Linked DNA regions of Oryctolagus cuniculus: region 2 is linked to region 1. A link is a contact called in public Micro-C data. All regions are on one chromosome and are shown on one strand. The core of a region is the stretch at or near the end of the contact, and the rest is flanking DNA. Distances in the headings are between cores, read along the strand shown.

Region 1 (3,160 bases), core at 171-2,670:
CGGGATTAAGTGTCGCCGCTGAATGAGGGCACTCAGGGCACTCGGCTGCACGCTGGCCCTCCCCCGAGCCCCTCTCTCCTCCCCTCCGGCTTCGGATCTGGCATTTAAGCCGCCGCAAAGACTAGAACTTCCCGATCTTGGAAGGAAATCTGACCTCACAAAGTCGTTAAATAAACTTTTAAAAGTCTGGCCAGGACTACCCCCCCCATCCCCTCGCCCTACTCCACCCCCACCAACACACACACACACACACACACACACACACACACACACACACACACACACACACACACACACACACACCTACCTCATCCTCGGGCCCCTGAGCAATTTTTCCTGCTTCTACCCAGTCGACCAAGAGCAGCAAAGGCGGATCGGAGCGCCACACTGGCCAGGTCCCGCCGAAGCGCCCCGCTGCGGGAAGGCCTCCCGCGCACACGGCGGCCAAACTGGCACAAGTTCCCCTCCCCTCGCTTCCCAAGTCAGGCTTCCCACGGCGCGCTTCCTCCAAAAAAGGAAGAAACCGGCCAAAAGCTTCGCCGTGCCCTCGACGATTTACCTAGCGCCACAGTTTGTTTGCCAAACAGTCGAGACACCTATAAACTTGACTTTACAGGAAACGCACACCCTCCAATCCCGCAACCGACAGCGGGCCGGCGCCCTCAGGCCCTGGCCCCCTCCCCCACCAGCGTGCCCCGACCCGGAGGAGGCGGGGGCCAGGTCACCGCGGCCACCTCAGGCGACCACAAGGTTCTCCCAAGCCACCCGGGGGGGGAGGGCACAGGCCACGGGGCGGACCATCAGGGAGCCTCTGCGAGGGGACCGGACCGCTGACCCGGCCGGGGCGCGAAGGGGGACCCCTCCCGGCTCTCGGAACCCCAGGCGGGGCCATCTGGCGCGGAAGGCGGCGGCAGCAGCAGCCGGCCCTCGGCCTCGCCCGCTTCCTTATCCTGCCCCGGCCTCGGGCGACCCACGCCCACAGGCAGCACAGGCTCCCAGCATGACCCCGAGACCCTCGCCCCCCCCAAAGCAGGGGCCGCGTCTTCGCCACCCCCCCTCCTTCCCGGCGAGCATCCGCCGCGCGCCCCGCCGGAGACACGTGGAGTAGGAGCTGGGGGCGCCGTCTGCAGCGCCCGCCGCGCAAGCCACTCACTTGCTGGCCCGCGCGGGGCTTGCCCTGCGGCGCTCTCCGGAAGAAGGAGGTCCTGGCGGTGAAGAAGAAGTCCTCGGCGTCCTCCTCCAGGCTGCTGTAGCCGCTGCTCATGCTGCTGGTCCCGGGGCGCAGGCGGCCACGCAGCGGGTGCCGCGCCCGCCCGCCCCGCGAGGTTCCCGGCGCGCGGCCCCGAGCCGCCGGCGGGCCGTCCTGCTGCAGCTGCGGCCGCCGCTCCACCAGCCAGCCAGCCGTCCGGGCCCCTCCCGCCGCCGCCTGCCCGCCCGGCTCCCGGCGCGGCCCCGCCTCCTGAGGCCCCGCCCTGCCGGGGGCTGTCCCGGCCGGGCCCCGCCCCGCGCGGCCGCAGGTGGGAGGGGCCCGGCCCGCCACCTCCGGGCGCGTGGAACCCGGAAAGCCCCCTTCGGAGCTGGGCTGCGGGGCGCCACCCCGGCCTCCCGGAAACCGCAGAGGCCTCCGCCCGCCCTCCTCTCGGCTCGCGGCAGTTTCGGGGTGGGGGGCAGAGCAGGGGGCTTTCTCCGCGGTCCGGGGTCCTGCTGCGGGGCCGCGGGGTGGAAGGGTTGCCCGGCCTAGGGGAGGAACCCGATCCTCGCGGACGCCCTGCAGCAGCCACAGCGCCAGGCCCTCGACCCCGGCAGTGAGCGGACAAGGGACAGGAGGGGATGAAAACGTGCTTTCTGGGCACTCCCCAGCTTTTGGGTCTCACCATGACCCCCTTCTCTCTAGCAAGGGCCATTCCCACAGGACGACGGCCGAGATCGCCATGAGCTTAGAGCCCGCTGGGTGCCCAGGGGACTGGACTAGTTCCATAGTAAGCACTCGAGTTCCTTTAGTTAAACGTGCTTTGTAAATGTCCCCTTCCTCGGAAGGCCTGGTTTAAATGGTGGGGGTAAAGTGATCAGGGAGTTTTGTTCGCCAAGCACGAAAAGAAAAAAGTTTCCATAGTTTATAAAGTCCTTCCCCTCAGCTAATCCACTTTTTAAATGCAAGGGTTTTTGGTGTTTTTTTTTTTTTTCCTCAGGCTGCCAGAGCACCACCAGTCTTTTGCACTTTGGTGTTTCTGAAGCTGCAGCACTGCTGTACTAAGCAGAGCTTGCCTAAGGAGGGGAAGAGAGGGGCTAAACAGGACAAAGCGTTCTCCCTTTATAGCCAGACCTTCTCGCAGGATCTCCTTTCTTCGACCAAACTACTCCGTAAGGTGCTTAGTGCTGTTGTAGCATCGCCCTTGAGGCTTGGAGAGAGGAGGGTGGGGAGCTGGTGGCACTGCTGGGACCGCTCTGGGTGGGCTGCTCTGTTCACATATCCTCCTGGGCTCTCAGCCAGGTCTCTGCAGAGCACTGGGAGGCACAGTGGGACCCGAGGAGACACGGAGAATGGCGCATGTGCCATCCTATACCCAGGCAGAAAGAAGCCTTGCCGAAGTCTCTCGCTTCAGGCTTAGGCGTCCAGCTTGCAAAATGATTCGCAACTCCAGAAGGTGGACTTAGACCACAGCCTATTGTAAACATTTTGCAGCTTTAAAGGCCACCAGCCAGCTACCGAATGATTAGAAACCAGCAATTCTAACCGCGGGGTGCTTTGCCCTGTGTGTGCTGTACACGTAACCCAGTGTAAGGGGATGGGATGATTTGCTTACTGCAAAGAGTGTTTTCAATTTGATTTCCATTATTTCATGATTCAAATGCTACCATTCATTAACACAGTCCTCGCTAATTTAGAACTAATGTGTGTATTAAAGGATTTAAATAACTTGTTTTACTGTAGATAGAAAAGGGAAATCAGTTCACCCAGAACAAACTATTTTAAAGTTTCGGCATACTTCCGGAGAAGATATTAAAGGGAAAAAGACACTAAAGTGCTTTATCCACCACCACACCATAAAAAATGACTTTTATCACATGATTTTTAAGTTCCAAAGGACTGAATTAATTTTTATATCCATGAGCACACCATCAGAATCAGTTATAGAAAAAAAGCAGGACTGAATCACGA
Region 2 (3,031 bases), core at 217-2,716, 69 kb before region 1:
AAATAAAGACACACAAGCAAGCATCAACTAACAACTTCAATTTTTAATAATGGAAACAATTTTGCCATTCCAGAAATAATTTTAGGGGAGAAAAATCTTCCCTATAAAAATAAACTCATCAAAATTATAAATATTATAACTTTTTTACTTCTGCGATTTCAATGCTGCCCTGCAACACCGCCCCTGCGTGTAACATCTTCCCTGTACCATCACCTACTGAAGAGAAACAGCATCAGGCAAAGCTTGGAAACGCTAATGATGATCACACAATGATTTGTAACAAGTCTTCGGCGGTAGGGGCCGTTTTCCTTCTTTGACACATTACAAATGCTGCTGCAGTTTCCAGTGTTGGGAGAGAACATCAGTCTTCAAGAACCACGACCTGGCAGGATTCCAAGACAGTTAAGTTTTCCAAATCGCAACTTGTAGTGCACATGACAGTGAGCGAGGTTCCGGATAAATACAGATTGAGGATGCCTGTTTTAGACAAATCTCTACTTCAAGTAAAAAAAAAAAAAAAATTCACAGATACCCATCAGCTACTACCTTAAGTTCTAACAGTGTCTTAATCTGAGAAACAAATGCTTCACCAAATATAAACTCACTGGGTTGAGTAATTAAAAGACCAGGTGGCTGACGACAGCATACTCAAGCCTCAAGGTCTGAACAGTAAAACCAGTACACAACTCACAAAGGCAGTCCCTGAACAATAAAGTGTCAGATGACAATGTCACTAAAGCCTCATCAATGCACTAAGAAGTTACATGCAAAATTAAACAAGAGGTGCCATACATATTTTATAGCTAGTTCTACTTCTATTTTTTTTCCAACTTTCCTGAAAAGCTTATGAAGATAACGATTGTCTCAGTAACTCAGGTGCCACAGCAGAACCAATGTGGAATCTGCCTCCAGCAACAAGGGGATTCTCTGAAAAGCAGGGAGACAGAAATACAAGGCACAGTTCACCGAAGAGGCAAAGAACTGAAGCACCTTGGAATTTCAATAGGAATCCATTAGGTGTCACCAAAGTGTTAACAATTCCTTGGGAATTTATAAAACAAGACAAAAAAAAACTCTAGATAAAGCTACGACATAAGGCCCCTCTGAAACCACAGCACGTCCTTCCCCGCTTGCAGATACACGCTGCTGCGTAAAATGAGGTCACGCCGCCTGTTTTAAGGAAGGCTTCTATTGCACAAGCATCTCTTTGGTTGGAAGGAACGGGCGCCTTCGTTACATTACAGCCGGACAAACGCCTGCGGTGAGGTCAGCGGGGGCGGGGGCCTTTTCTCCCTCCTTGCGTAGAACAGAGAAGGCTGGGGTGGCCCTCGCTCTTCAATCAATCAGGAGGAGAGAGAAGAGAAGGAGAGGCAGGATGGAGGAAGGGGGTGGGGCCGGGAAGGCAAGAGAAAAGGCAGGACAGGGGACAAGGACTGGGCGGGGGAGAGGGGTTGAAGAAAATGGGCAGGGAGTGATTGTCACCCAAGTTTGCTCAGGGCCCTTTGCTCCCAGCTGACGGTCAAGGGGAAACCAGCTGCCCTTACTTTGGAAACAACTTTTGGCGGGGAAAACAGGAGGCAGTAAAGGGCCGAGGCCCGAACCAGTCAGACCTTCCACTCCCCAGAGCGCAGCCCTGGCTGGGCGAGGCCCCGCTATGTCCAGGCCGCATCCTGCGCTCAGCTCACAGCTCCTGGCTCCCTCCTTTGGCTTAGATCCTACCTCTTTGGCTCTGTTCCCACATTGAACCCACAAGGCAATCAAGCAATCCTAAAACGGGCTGAGTATCTCCACACTGAATGCCTTTCACTCTGTAAGCCTCTACCACCAACTCTGCAGCCCAGCGTGTCCCGGGCCTTCCGCGTCTCTGCCTCCACACGTGCCTTCTTCCAAACTTGCTCTGAACGTTCTTCGTCGAACTCCTCCACGGATGTCTAGGCGTTCCTAGACTCCCGTGCCTTCGAATTCACATGGATCGTTTCCTCTCGACACTTACAAAACCAGACATGGACAGGTAGTTTCAACACAGAACGAGCATTCTGAGAGATTCCTCGTTAAGCTTTGAAAAAGCCATCTGCACATCCTGAAGCTTAACATCATCCTCACAGAACTACAACAACCTAAAAGAAGATAAGAACACAAAAACCCAGAGTTCATGCTTCCAAGCACTGTAGGCGCTCCTGCCAAGGCTGCCTGCGGGCCCCCGCTCGCTGCCATGGAACAAGCTAGCAGAGTCCCTTACACAGTGGCTAAAGGTGCAGGAGGCTGCGTGACCAGGTCGTAGGAACTAGATCTAGAGAGAAAAGGGGGAAGACCCTAGCGTCCCAGGGCGAGCACACAGCCCTCTGCAAAGCGAGGCACTTGGGTGCGTGGGTCCCGCCGCGTGCCTTCCTGGCAGGGAGCCGGCCGCTCTACCCGGGCTTCCAGCCCTCGCCCAGGGCCTCTTCCAGCTTGTGTCTGTAGGCAGAGTAGCGCCGCCTCAGGCTCTGCAGCTGCTCGTCTTCTTCTTTGTCCAGCATGCGCAAGAAGTTCTGCAGCTCTGGAAGGCTGAAGGCTTCCCACTGTGAAACAACACACACACAAAATCCTGCCAGGTACTGAACTCGGAGTCAGGACTCAAGCAAGGGGCTGCTGATGCTGTAACACAGCGGGTAAAGCCGCCGCCTGCACTGCCAGCATCCCATATGGGCGCCGGCTGGAATCCCGACTGCTCCACTTCTGATCCAGCTCCCTGAGGGTGGCCTGGGAAAGCAGCAGATGATGGCCCAGGTGTTTGGGCCCCTGCACCCACGTGGGAGACCAGGATGAAGCTTCTGGCTCCTGGCTTCAGCCTGGCCCAGCCCTGGTGTTGAAGTCATCTGGGGAGTGAACCAGTGGATAGAAGTTCTAACTCTGATTTTCAAATAAATAAATAAATATTTAAAAACAAATAAATAAATTAAAAAATAATTTTTGTAAAGTGAGAAACATGGAACAGAAGAGCAAAATATTACATTAGAATATTGTGAGGGGCCAGCGCTGTGGCGTAGCGGGT

The links. Hi-C and Micro-C count contacts between places; a contact is called where the count stands out from the background.
Region 2: a contact with region 1 is called in a Micro-C map of ear pinna, with 13 times the contacts expected there. The contact joins the enhancer-like site here to the promoter of RASSF3 in region 1. A contact is called at or near these places in 3 of 6 Hi-C or Micro-C datasets (ear pinna, embryonic fibroblasts and an unstated tissue).

What each region holds. Positions count from the first base shown.
Region 1 is chr11:66,774,864-66,778,023 of mOryCun1.1, reverse strand. It overlaps RASSF3 (Ras association domain family member 3), which reads right to left and starts at 1,420. Exons shown (of 5, transcript XM_051845645.2): 1 at 1,154-1,420. The coding sequence starts at 1,264.
Region 2 is chr11:66,844,531-66,847,561 of mOryCun1.1, reverse strand. RASSF3 (Ras association domain family member 3) reads right to left here. Exons shown (of 5, transcript XM_051845645.2): 5 at 24-2,558. The coding sequence ends at 2,409. Among named protein-coding and RNA genes, the nearest start is that of GNS, 60 kb to the left of the region's middle. Within about 2 kb of position 1,466, at least 1 of the 8 cell types and tissues checked has an H3K27ac peak or open chromatin away from gene starts, as enhancers often do.